Linked DNA regions of Sus scrofa: region 2 is linked to region 1. A link is a contact called in public Hi-C data. All regions are on one chromosome and are shown on one strand. Each heading gives the region's core, a stretch centred on a gene start, on an enhancer-like site or on the middle of the called end of the contact. The rest is flanking DNA. Distances are from core to core; before and after follow the strand shown.

Region 1 (7,103 bases), core at 1,718-4,217:
CTGGAGAACTTTTAACAAAACTAAACAGTCCCTCCCTTATCCCTTCACTGACCATGTATACCTGTAATAAGAGATGCCACTGATAGCAGTATATGACTTATGTGAATGTGGAGACAGGAGGGAAGAAAGTTGAAACCCACTCTTCTAGAGGCAAATGAAACCACTCAGTGCTCAAAGTCCAAGAATTATTAGATACATGCATAAAAGAATAATTATGCTAAATAAACAGAAAAAATTCAGTTTGAAAAACTTTATAAAGTCAACAATTTCCCCTCTTTTAGAAGAAATAAGTTAGAAAAGTCCTATTTTCAAAGCAGGGATGCTAAAAACTAAAGTATGAAGACAAAGGTTAAAAGCTAAAGAGGAAAAATAACCAAAAATAATATGTCATTATACTTAAACACTAAGATTTTTAAATAACTTTTATAAATTGACTGATAACGTCTCCCTAGATAACATACACATTACCCATTCTCTATTCCAAAGAGGACTAACCACATGAATATGATTCAGTCTATAAAATAGGGGTTAGATAACTCAATCCACACCCCAAATTAAGAATGTGTCAGAGATTCAAAATATGACTTTAATAAAATATTAACCTTAGTTTTAGGAAACAATAATTTCCAATGCCTATGCTTAGAAAAAAAAAAATCACTGTATGTTTTTCGAATGTATATATAAACTTCAGAGTTCCCATAAGTTTTCAAGACTCTGCTTAGAAAGTTTCTAAGCTACCATTATTTCAGTAAGAAATCTTAGATCATTCTCCTAATGATATTACCATTACAGTCAGGATTATATCATAACAGCCTGATAATATGCTTTGTCAAAATTACCTATAAGTAAAAAGCTTAAATTAAGGAGAACAATGGCCAACTTTCAAAGAGTGAGAAAAAGGTCTACAAAGACACATTCCTTTGAAGTGTCAAAACTTTTAGAAACGATATGTATTTTTAAATAATACTCTATAATTCTTAAAAGGTTAGGTTCAAAAGAACTCTATATCATTATAGCTTTCAATATACTTTTTTGATTTTTTAATAAAAAATTATTAGAATATTCTCCTACTTCATACTTTTCAGCCCTTCACTTCATTTATAGGAAGCTTTAACAGCCTTTCTCATATCTAGCTTTTACTTATCCAATAATCCAAGAATATTAGAAATGATTTCCAGTTTATTAGCACCATTTTACTAATGTATTTACTAAAAACTCAATTTTTGTTTCTAGGAATGAAGATTTATACCTTTAAAATACATGAACACCTGGGGAGACAAATTTGACTTAAACCTCATAATGACAACATTCTGATGTTACCCATAAAACATGGCTCTGTCCTGCTACAAAGAAAAACCACTTTTAGAGGGGCAACTATAAGGACTATAAAATTCCTGAAAACATTTACTAAGTTCCAGTTTTCTTGCAGTGTCCATGCTATTTTGCACAGTTAAAAAGATATGCACTAGAACATGGCTTTGATTACATCTCTTCTTGTTTATATATGAAAATTACAGCATCAGAAGACATCATGTTGAGAAGCAACAAAGGACAATAGCTGGAAAAAGTGTCCCCCACTCCAACACCACTACTCAGGATCATTACTATAACCAATAGTGGAATAAACGACTAGAAATGAAGAGATGTAAAGCAGTCTGCGATCATTTTACTTATCCTGACTTCTCCAAATGAAAAGTGAGTTCTAAATCTAAATAAAGCCTTAAATTTGCAGACAGCAAAAGATCAAGTTACCACTTCTCTAGCTAGTCCACTTGTTCAAGATGCTAAAGATGAAAAAAACTACCTGAAAATATAGATTTCGCATTGAAAGATAATGTGTTCGACCTGAAAGTCAGCCCCTGTTAAAAATGAGTACATGCTGGCATTTAAGCTAATGACATACTATAAAAATAACCAATATAAGGTTTTCAAAGCTAAAAATATATCCATTATGTGTTAACATCTAACCAGCTAAAACAGTTGTTTCTACATTTCACCTTAGATAAGTATAAACACTGTTAACAATACTTTAGGACCAAAAACTATTACTGTGGCAAATCAATCAAGTTTTTAATACTAAAAGCGGCGGGAAAAACTATAACATAAATTTATAAACTATAAAGGATGCACAATAAAGCAACAACAACAAAAATCTAAGAAAAAAATGTTTTGTATGCATCCACAAAAAGTTCCACAACCATAAAATAAATATCAATGAATCTTACCTCTATCATTATATGAAAGGCGTGCTTGTGAAGAAAAAACACAGGCAAAAGAAATTACGATTTATATCCGGAATGAAATGAAAAATGACACAAATTACAAAAGTGAAGGAAAGAGAATAATGATTTAGCTTTTTAAAAGTTGTCAATGATTGAATGTATCATATTTTTCAAATGAGAATTAAGAACACTTTCCTTATAAACAGAGGAAAGTAATATATTTAAAAAAATCTTGGATATTATCTATCAGATAAGAAGTATTGTTATATTGATGTCTATAGTATGACCCCAAGTTACCTGATCCAATGGATTTCAAGCCAGGGAATAAACTAAAACAAATCTTTAAATAACTGTTACTTAATTTTCTAAGGAATTCTGGGGTCTAAACTATAAGAGTAAAAAAAAGCAGTTTGAAAATCTACGCATTGAAATTGGATTCTGGACACCAGAGGGCAGTATTGTCTTTAACAAAAACTGTAGAAGCAGCACAAGAAATTTTTACACAGAAAGTTTTCTCAGATCACTGACAGTTGATGTAATAATCTAGAATCTCCAACTTCCTGAAAGGTTTTACTCTCATGAAAGACAGGAGACTGCTTACAGTGAGACAGAAAAATGTTTCTGGTGCCTCTGTGAGTGTGTGAAATACAAATAATACACTAGGACACGGGAAGAATAAGATCAGAATTGAATAGAAAACAGTGACATATCAGACCTGCTTCCCCAGCCACAACCAGAGTGAAGAACTCAAGCAAGTATCTATACATAATTTTCAAGCTCAGGACCCCTATACTGATAAAGAACTAGATTTTCATTCCCCCAGTCATCCCCAAAGAGGCAAAAGCACTAATTTAAACCAGTAAAAGCTTCGAATACCTCCAAGCACTTATTTCTCAGTTTTCAGTATTTCTACAGAGAACAATAGCAATGATGAAAAAGATTTGACCACTCATTTTTATGTACCAGTTGCTTAGTTTGTTTGTTTGTTTGTTTGGGTTTTTTTTTTTTTTTTTTTTTTGCCTCTTGATCTTCTCCCGTAAAGATTCAGGACTATTTCTAATTCATCTAAAAGGTTTAGCTAATCCTAGTATCAAAACATCTTATCAGTACTCCAAAGTAAAATTCCTCTCTTGAAAGAAATACATGCCAAGTGAGTAACTAGACTATAGCTTCCCAAAGCTTAAACATCTCTCAGATTTTCTTTTCATACTGGTGCTTTCAGAGATCAAGATGCCACTGTAATAACACTGTGCAAGTAGCTGCTGTTTCATGCATCTTACTAAAAAGTGTATTTTGCTCAATATACTTTTCAGTAAACGAATATTAGAATAAGCTATAGAATGATTCAAGCCACAGACATCAACAACAGGTCCCAATGCATAAACTTAAGTTACAAAACATGAGTCAAAACATAATCCAAAAAAAATTAATTCACCAAATACACAAACAGATAAAAAGTAACCAAAATAGTCTTAGATTCACAACTTCGAAAATAAAACTTGAATATCATGCACTGTGACTGGAGATAAGAGTAAAAACCAAATCAGCACACTAATGTCAAGTAATTAGATTGCTCGATGAGAAAGACACTTGCTGCTTATTCCTTAAGGGGAAAAAAAAAATAACTATTGACAAACATCAGAAAGGAATGAATACTCATATTCATTCAACAAATCTTTACTGAGCACCTAGTTTGTACCAGACACTGACTACCTAGACTCTCATGATGTTTACTATATTGTGGGGAAGAAAGACTAATCAAATGAATGCATAATTATAAAATGAGAGCAAAGAAAAGGAATTTAGTTACCATGAGCACCTGTAAGGAAAAACCTAACTTATACTGGACAGGTAAATAAGAGGTTTTCCTAAGGAGAGAATCCTTGAGAAATGGAATAAGGCAGCATAGGTATGAAAAACAGTACTGGGATATACACCCCAGATTTCTGACTTGTACAACCAAATGGTTACTGGTTCCATTTACTGAGAATCAGGTTTGAGAGAGATCATCATTACCCTTGTATGTTAGCGCTCAGAGACATCTAATAGGAGATATTTAGTAAGCAGTTAGATATACAGAACTAGAATACAAAGAAATTTTTCTAGAAATAAGGAGTCTATATGCTATAAATATATATATGATATTTACTATAAATTTTCTCTATTTAAACCATTTCAAGACATTTATATACAAATTTTTAATACCTTATTCAACTTCTTAGGATGATCAAGAAGAAATAAGCACCCCCTTCCCCACCCAAAGTATTTGAAAACTGACAAATTCTAAATGTCTCCCCTTAATCATCCAATTATTATACTTTCTAAGAAATTTTACAGTTGCTAATTTTTTTTTCTTTTCCTTTTTTTTCCTTTTTAGGGACACACCTGTGGCATATGGAAGTTCCTAGGCTAGGGTTCAAATATGAGTTACAGCTGCAGGCCTACACCACAGCCACAGCCACAGCAGATCAGAGCCACATCTCTGAACTACACCACAGCTTGTGGCAACACCGGATCCTTAACCCACTGAGCAAGGCCAGGGATCGAACCTGCATCCTCATGGACATGATGTCAGGTTCTTAACTCACTGAGCCTCAAGGGAAACTCGCTACAATTGCTAATTTTTAAAAAGACAATTACCAAGCAGAAAGAAATAAAATGTGCAAAGAAAGAATATGTGTTATCAGGACAAATGTTTCTGAGCTAGGGACAGCAAGAGAGTATACATTAACAGGTTCAATAACGTTGATACTGACTGTCAAATGCACAGCCATGATTCTATCCAATTAGATCTTCAAAATTCCTGTGTGATATATCAACTCCTACTACCCAGAGTTTCCCTCATCTAACTCCTCATGGAAGGAAAGCAAAGACAGACCAAGGTAAATAAGTTCCCTAAGTGATTAGCTTCTCAGGATAGTCAGCACTAGGGCTACAAGTCTGAAAGAGATAATAGGAATGCCCATTCTTTTGGCTGCTGCTCAGAGGCATCAGGTCTATTACTGGGTATAGAAGAAATTTCATTTTTATTTAGCATTTGTATTCTTCAAGTAGAACTGAAAAAAAGAAAAAGATGATGCTATAATTAATAAATTGTGATGTGGTGAAATGGTTATGTTCATCTGCAAGGCTATATACACAGTCACTACAAAAGCTACTTTAAATGAAATATATGTACTCAGATCCCTCCCTTTATCTTACTTTAGTTTTTTATGGACCTGACCTAATTATTTATTGAAATAACCCATTCAATTAAGATTACTTCAATGGACAACAATCCTTGGACATAAATGCTCAGGCTTTACCATTCAGCACACTGACTCTAGGCTAAGTCACAGTACGTATTTGTGTCTTGATTTTTTTGTCTATAAAATGGACTTAATAAAACAGAACCCATATCATTGGGTATTAATAGAAAGATTACATGAGTTAATATGTGTAAAGTGCTATGCATAGTGCTGCACAGAATATTCAAAAATGAAATTTTTTACTATACAAAATTAATTTCAAATAAAATGATTTCAATAAATCAATTTTGATAATGAAATCAATGGCTTCAAAAAATTATTCCTCTGGAGTACAATTTCGAGCTTGTTGGCAATTAACAGCTAATACTTACTGAGCACGTAACATTCGCCAAGCACCCCAGATATGGCTCTTCTCCCAACCACTACAGACCTGGAATCAAACATTTCTCCTCCTTTTCTCCATCTTTGCCTAAAATTGTTGAAGCAACTCGCTTTACCCTTTCTTTCCAAGCTGCAAAAGTCAAACAACTAATCAACCAACCTATTTTTAATACATCTACATGTTAACTGTGGGCTCCAAAAGGGCCAGCAAGGACTGTCCCTGAACCTTAACATTATACATCAACATTATACACCCAGCATGGTGCCTGGCATACAATAGGCATTTAAGCAGTAGGTGAAAAGTTATGCAAAAATAAAACAAATCAACCAACTTGAACACCTCCAAGCCTATCTGATACAAGCAGCTTTCACTAACAAATGGATTTCTTCGTTTTTATTATCTCAAATTAGTAGAAAAAGGTTTGGCAGCAACAAAGTAGCTAGGAATAAAGGAACAGATCTAGGACGAGGTCCAGGAAATAAAAAACACAGAGAAAAGCAAACTCACTTCTTCCTATCTACCATCTCCTTGCCAAACAAGAAAAAGGAGAAACTATGCGCTCTGGTCTATATGCATCAGTCCCATTTGTAAGCTGACAAAATGGGCCTTCCACAGGCCAAAGTTAAAACCAAACTCAAGATTTTAAAATTTAATCTGCCACTTTTTAGAAATAAAGGGCTTTAATTTTAACGTGCAGCTTTAATTTGCATTAGCTTTTGATACAGCTTCCCCTCACCCCACGTTTTTGCTTTTGGATACAGAATTTCAGCCCAGCTCCAAATGGGCCTGTCTGTGCATTTGTAAGAGAAACAACTCATATACACCTAATCTGAGTAATACTTTGTCAACTTGCATGTCTATGGAGAGTTTATGACACTTCTCCCCATAATTAGTTTAGAAGTATACATAAAAACAAGTTGTAATTTAGGTTACCAATATAAAAATAAGCATACCAAGAGACGTTTGTAGTGGCCCTGTATTATTTCTTAGGCATATAGAGAGAAGAAAAAGAAAAGGTGCTCAAAAGTAAGACAGTAGCATTATATCACTATATTTTAAACAAACTAAAATCAGAAAACTGAAAACTGTCTGTGGGGAGTTCTCTTGTGGCACAGGGTTAAGGATCTGGCATTGTCACTGCAGTGGCTTGGTTCAATTCTTGGCCTAGGAACTTCCACATGCTGTGAGTGCGGTCACACAAAAAACAAACACCCACCATTTGTGAAATGCAGGTTCTAGCTCTCAGCAGAA
Region 2 (7,103 bases), core at 2,037-4,536, 280 kb after region 1:
CCAGATGTGTCTGCAATTTGAGGTTTTTATTGCAAATTGGAGAACTCTACCCCTGTTAAAGGGATCTCAGACAGTTCTAGAATTTTCTGGAAAAAGGCCCATGGGGGCAGGATCTCATAGGTCGAATCCTGGAAGAGAACCATGTCCTCAGGCCTCATGGGCTGGCTTTTTGGGCTTGTCCTCAGACTCAAGGCTAATGTTTCCCAGACTAGTCCTCATTTCAGATATTCTATTCTGTGTATCAATCATTTTCTTGTTTTTCTGGGTTTGGTTTGGAAAACATGATTATGTCTACTGTATAGTAGGCATTTAATTCTTGTTTTCCTGTTGTTATTTTTAATTGAAATATAGTTGACAGTATTATGTTAGTTTCAGGTTTGCTATATTTGACATTTGCCTACATTATGAGATGATCACCATGATAAATCTAGTAACCATCTATCCCTTTACAAAGTTTTTTTTTATATATATAATGATTTTTTCCCAATTATAGCTGGTTTACAGTGTTCTGTCAATTTTAATGGATTTGTTAGATGACAGTGTATACGGGCAATGCATACACGCACACACACACACACACACACACACACACACACACACACAGGTGCCTCTATCTGTTGGTGCTTAACTTAATTTTATTGTTCCTGAGGTAGCAATAGTTTCTGACCCTCTTTAGGCCTCCAAGTCTTCTAGCTTGCTAAGCATATTTACTGCAGGCTCAAATCCATATAGTAAATTCATCTTCCTATCTATCTGTCTATCCATCTGTCTGTCTTCCTATCTATCTATCTATCTATCTATCTATCTATCTATCTATCTATCTTCTTTCTATCCATTATAAAGAAAATAGATGGGAGGGAGTAGAGGGTTTCAGACATTTTCTCTGGACAGTTCCGTATTTTCAATAACTTCTTACCATGCCCATTCAAGAGTCCAGGCTTAATAACTTTTAGGACAAAGTGCGAAATGTGGCTTCTTTCAGCAGCATTACATGGTGGAAAGGCCTCTTGAGATTTGCTATTGGAGGCTGCTAGCCATTTAGTTTTGATGTTATTGCTCCTGTTCTGGGTTTTAAATATTTTAATGAAAATTTTTATTGTTTGTGGCCTGGCTTTTAGCACAGGCTGCAGTTTAAAAAATTCTAATAAATGAATGGGAGATGTGTATAAAGAGAATTAAAACTGAAACCTAGTTAACTCACAGAGTATTTTGTAAAACCTGATAGAACCTGATGTTTTCGAAGGTGAAGTGCCTGACTAGGTACTGGAGAAATAGATTGTGCCTGTCTTTTAGAACTTTATGACCACAAAAAAGGCTGCACATTCTTAGCTGGTTGGTGAGTATTTGATTGTCTCCATCTTTCAGGTGGATTGTTAGTGTTGCTGTAATGGGGCCTCGATGTTTCAGAGCACTGCATGATTACACAGAGAACAAAGATGATGAAGAAAGTGAAGACTTACCTGGAAAACCTAGCCTTGTGTAACTATCCTCTTCCTCTTGCAAACAAGCGATGAAACCTTATCCGCAAGAGCTCTCTGTTTATACATTTTTTGACTAGGCCTAAATATCTAAACATAAGTATAAAACATTTCTAATGAGCAATACAGCTCATTTTGTGAACTGTATTCTTTCCTCCCACCTCTGGTTTTGATGCCTTAGGGCCTTCCCATAAAAAATGAACTTATGCAATCCAGCTTGGTGGTTTTCACAGTGCTTTAAAAATGCATTCTCTTTCCGGTGTGGTGGTGCCAGAACCACTGTAGGATTGTGTGGACTTATCCTTCCATCTGCTCCCAAACATTAAAAGATGAATTGGAAAATAATTATGAAAAGCAACGGTTGTTTCCCTGTTTGCTCTCAGACTGATTCCTTGCCCTTCTCAGGCTCTTAGTCAGAGCCTTTTATCCAAGGGGATAAAAGGGCAAGAAATTGGAGGATGGGAGGAAGAGAAAGACCTGAGTATTCTGCCCTCTTTCTGTGCCAGTGTTTCCAGCTCCCAAGCTGCCTCTCCTTTTGTGGTTCCAGCTCCCCTCTGGCAGAAGTGCCTGGATCCAGTTGTCTTCAGGCTGCCTCAGCCTCTGGGATCTGATATTACCATCTTCCCATGTCCCTCACTAGGTGCAGGTGAGTCTCATCTTGTGGAAAAAGAAGGTGGGCCCATACCTGTGATAAGTAAGAGACAGATTTCTGATTAACATTGAAAAGTGGTCAAAGTTCCTCTCTGGATCCCTCCTTTTGAACCCCGCAGACTCTGGTGTCATATTTCCCATGGCACTTTACCCTGTCTTGTCCTCTCCATTAGCATAAGTTGGCCTGTAAATGATAAAAGGATATAAAATATCTGACTTTCCCTTTTCTTTAAAATACTTTAGTCCCAGGATTGATTTCCTTAGTGGCTAGGTGGTTAGATAATCTGAATATGTTTGTGGAGGAAAGGTGACATTATTAGATATCTATTGCTGCAAAGCAAACTAACCCAATACTGAGTGGCTTAACGTAACAAACATTTATGATCTCATAATTTCCTTGAGTCAGAAATTTGAGAGGACCTTAGGCAGATCATTCTAGCCGGGGGTCTTTCATGAAGTTGCAGTCAAGATCCTGGCTGGGGCTTCGGTCAGCTCAAGGCTAGACAGTAGTTGGAGGATCAGCTTTCAAGACAGCTCACCTACATGGTTGTTGGCTGGAGGTCCCAGTTCCTCTCCTTGTAAAATTATTTACAGGGCTGCTCCAGTGCCCTCACGGCATGGTATGGCAGCCAGCTTCCCTCAGAGCAGGTGACACAAAGGAGTAAGGAGGAAGCCACACCACCTTTTATGTCCAATCTTAGAAGCCACTCTGTATCACTGTCACTTCTACCACATCCTTTTAGCTAGAAATGCGTCACTAAATGCAGTCCACCTTTAAGGGAAGGGGGGTTGGGCTCCACTTTTTGAAGGAAGAAATATATAGGATTTTATGGATGTGTTCAAAACTACCACAGTGGGTAAGCCTTTAATATGTTAACCCTTTCAGTTGCCATATTTGCAGATTAATAAGGCTGTAAGCTTAATAAATCCTAGAGCTCTCTTCTCTGACTTACTGACTTTAGAAAGGGCACTACCTTTGGAGAGGAAATGTTTCTGTCCCTGGTTGATTTGCAATACCCTCCCCTGTCTGTGATTTTTACACACAGGTGTGTACACACACGTGCATACACGTGCATGCACGCACGCACACAGGCACACACACACACAGTCGCTATTGCTAAATCTGGATCTGGGCCACATCTGGTGAGTCATCTGACCACTGTAGCAAGCAAAACTTTCTCTCCCACAGGCTTTCTCCACCCCCATTCCCAGTCAGGCGCTGGTCTCTCTGGTTTCTTCGGACTTTTATTTTGAATACTTCATCCTAGTAATCCTATTCTTTGTCCTGAGTTTGGCCTTGAAGAAAAGCAGAGCAAGAATTGAACTGACATTTGTAAGGAGGAGGAAAATCTTTTCCTTCCGCCTATGTATTCAGGAGTTGTGATATCCCCTATATCCTAGCAACAGTCTTGGAGGTGAGGCAATGTTTTGTGAGAATGAAAGCAAGTCTGACTGTAGCAGTATGTGTATTGAAAAGGCCTTTGAAAAATGAAAAAACTGCCAATTATATGTCTTTGAATTGGATTCCATCCAAGCCCTCCCTGAAGGAATCCCATTTGCCTGGTGTCTGAGCAGGGACAGGAAGGGAGGAAGGAAGCCTGAAACCAGGCATGTGTTGCCCAAGTGCATGAAGCAATTCCTTTTGACAAAGATGATATCTGTTTCCCAGGTTAGGTGAGTGAAATGTGCTGGATGGATAAACCAAAGATTATGGTTTTGTCACGCTTCACTCAGGATATCACGAGTTAAAGGCATGTAACATACCTGAAAAACATGCCATTAATCAATGGTAAAGAGGAATTAGAGAGCTTCTCTGTGTGGGTCAAAGATGCAAAGGAAATTGCAAAGGAAATTGCCCTAGGAGGAGGCTCATTTCCCAAACCCTCCTCTCTGTATCTAGTCTAAGGAAGACATTCTTTTATAAGTCCTTTGGAATAAAGATTCCATTATTATAAGAGATATAGGAACAGTGTGGCTGATTATACAGTGACATGTTTTTTTTTTTTTAATCTTCGTAGGGACATAGATGGAATCTTACTTGGTTTGTTATTTCATTTGGGTGTGTGTATGAGGGATGTTAATTAGGAAGAGCAGGTGGCACTGTGTAGTTTTGTTATAAAGCATCCTTTTCTGAGTGGTTAGTGAGTGCCAGGCATCAAAGCAAGGCCTGTTACTTTCATTATTTTATGTAACTATTATAACAACCGAGAGAGGTAGTTTATCATTAGCTTTATTTTTAATGTATGAAAAATATCTGGGCTTAGGTGAGTTAAGTAACTTGCCCAAGGTCATTCAGCCAGTAAGTGGCCAAATCAGAACTTGAATTCAGGTCTATTGGCTTCCAGTGCTCTGCTTACTTTTCTTGCCTTAATAAGTAAATGTTGCTTGAACTGGGAGGGTTACAAAAATCTCCCCGTTCTCATGAAGGATGGTTCTAAGTTTTTCTAGAAAGCTGTGAAGTGACCTTTTCTCAGCATCTTAATCTATCAAATGGGCTAATGACTGGATTAATGTGGGGACCAAGTTAGGTGTTTTAAAGCATTTCTTAAACTGGAACATACAATTTAAATATAAGGTATTGTGCTCTCACTTCATTTAGAACCTGCTTCAAGAGTGGTCAGATTAACTAGTGAACATGTAGTGGATACTGGTTGTGTTCAGTGCATTTCATTAAGACTGAATGTTTGCAGAGTTTAGGTGATGATGGGATTTCCATCTAGTGCCCTTGCATTATTTCTTGAGGATTGGAGAACAGTGAGTATTGGGGCTGGCTGAAATTGTCACAGCAAAATGGTGTCACCTTTTACCTGAGGACTATTCTCTCTCACACTTTCAGAGTTGAGCTATGAGTGGTAAATCACCACTATTGTAACATAAAAGCAGTTGCCCGGTTTCCAAAATTAAAATCCAAAAGAGGCAAAAAGATATGTGCAAGTATGATTATTTAGTGAAAAATGCAGGAATGACCCTGAGTTTCAAGTACAAAATAAAAAAACAACCTAGGCTCTCCTCCCCATATAAATGCAAGTGGGAAAGAGCAGTAAACAATGAAGTAATTGAATAAATAACATGAGATATTTATAAGATGAAATTTCTCTTTGTAGAGAGAAGGTCCTGAATGAAAAATGTGAAATATTTATCTTCTTGCTGTTCACCATTATCTGTTTTAAAAAGGGTTGTCTAGTTCATTAATAATGAAGATAGCAGAACACCAGGATTCTTGAGACAATTGTACAAATTTATAATAATTTATCATTTCTAGGTGCTTACTTTCATTTATTAGTTTCCTGTACATCAATATCTGCAAAATAGAGACTATCAAAAATTGCTCTTATTTAACAGATTTGGAATTTTGAATTGCACAGAGATGAGCTTTCTGTGAGACAGTGCTTTGAGGAAGGGATGGATAAAAGGACTTGGGTTTAGGTTTATTTTGCTGTCAAACATGCAAAAGTCTCTAGACCATTGCCTCCTACCCCCTCATTTTTCAAAGTAGACAACTGAAACCTAAATGAACAAACTAGTGGGTGAAGGGGCTGTAACCAGACCCTGGCAGTCTGTTGAAGCTCAGTTTTGTTCAGCCCTAGTGTGCCTCACACTCAGCCACTCCAAGCACTATGTTAGCAGGGGAGCTGGTCTTTTGGCCTCTGCTTTCTAAATGGAGGAGTGAGCTATGTAAGGAAGGGATGCTGGGTGTGTAGAAGTTTGGACACAAGGGGAGTTGGCCTTGTAAAAGATTTCAAAACTCCTTAAGCATTTTTTCCAGCCCACAACATTTGCATTGGCTTCATTCCTTGCCCACCTAATCATCTTATTCCCCATCAGACAACACGTACAAATGCCGGCAGCCACAGCTTCAATTTTCCCAAAGCCACCAGTTCCTGTAAAGCCAAAGGGAAACAGAGAGGAAGGCTGAGCACTTTCAGCTCAGTTTCTTCTTGGAATTTGGCCCAGGTTTCTTCTCTTTCCTCCAGATTTCTTGTAGTCTCTGTAGTCACCTGAGCTTATTTTCAAGGCTGGTGCGGATGGTAGAACACAGGACCATGTGCCTACGTGTAACTGCAGGGGCCAAGATGGTGATGTAAGATAGCTGGATGCTCCCAGAATCAGCAGATGGTTGTAAATAAGGTGCAAAGTGAGGCTGAGAGTGGTTCCCAGCAGGGAAGTGAAAGATGCAGGTAAAGCACAGGAGTAGCTGAACCTTTAATCTCATCTCTTATACCCCTAATTTAATTCAATGCCATATTGGTGTGCCTCTAGATAGGACTGGCTGTTTTGGGGTGAGAACAACAAACATGTTTCAGACTTTGTACTAGGTGCTGGGAAAAAAAAAAAAAAAGAACAGTCAAGGCTAAGACCTATTCCCCTATCCTCCAAAGAGGTCATTGTTTTTATCAGCATCACCTGGGTTTTATCACTCTCTAAAACTTCAGGCACCTGAGCTCCACTCCAAATGTGCTGAATCAGAATTTTGCTATTGAAACAAGCCTCTCAGGTTAATCTCTCTAGATGCTGAAGAGATATTTTGGATGGCCCCTGATTAGAACTGGAGGGATAATTCGATGTCCTACCTGGGGACAAACCCTAATGAGATTCTGATATCTGGAGGGACAGAATCCTTGACTTTGGAGCTGTGGGGATTTGTGGGTGATTGGCTGGGCTTCTGTAGGTGTGAGGGATAAATATCTGAGGCCACTTTGGGTATTTTTATTAATTTGAGTACAAAAATTAAGAAATATTTACTGATATCGATTATGGTCATGGCAGTTTGGGAAATGAAGGAATCTAAATCAAGATCTTGCATTCCATTTAGCAGTAGACATAAGACTTCCCCATGTAATCAAAAGGATGAAAAGTAAAACCTTGCAAGTTGTCTGCCCTTGGGGAGGAGGGAGTATGGGGAACATCCATCTTATATGGGGGGCATTTAAATGTGCAGTTGAGAATCCTGGGGAGTGACTTCAGCATAATGGC

The links. A called contact is a pair of places that touch in the nucleus more often than the background predicts.
Region 2: a Hi-C map of omental adipose tissue shows a contact between it and region 1, with 1.7 times the contacts expected there. The contact joins two enhancer-like sites. A contact is called at or near these places in 2 of 47 Hi-C or Micro-C datasets (embryonic fibroblasts and omental adipose tissue).

The regions. Positions count from the first base shown.
Region 1 is chr15:4,193,719-4,200,821 of Sscrofa11.1, forward strand. The region is part of intron 4 of ACVR2A (activin A receptor type 2A); the gene reads right to left. Among named protein-coding and RNA genes, the nearest start is that of ACVR2A, 62 kb to the right of the region's middle. Within about 2 kb of position 2,968, at least 4 of the 83 cell types and tissues checked have an H3K27ac peak or open chromatin away from gene starts, as enhancers often do. A contact at or near this core is called in omental adipose tissue, where this site is marked.
Region 2 is chr15:4,472,690-4,479,792 of Sscrofa11.1, forward strand. No RefSeq gene overlaps it. Among named protein-coding and RNA genes, the nearest start is that of ACVR2A, 220 kb to the left of the region's middle. Within about 2 kb of position 3,287, at least 19 of the 83 cell types and tissues checked have an H3K27ac peak or open chromatin away from gene starts, as enhancers often do. A contact at or near this core is called in omental adipose tissue, where this site is marked.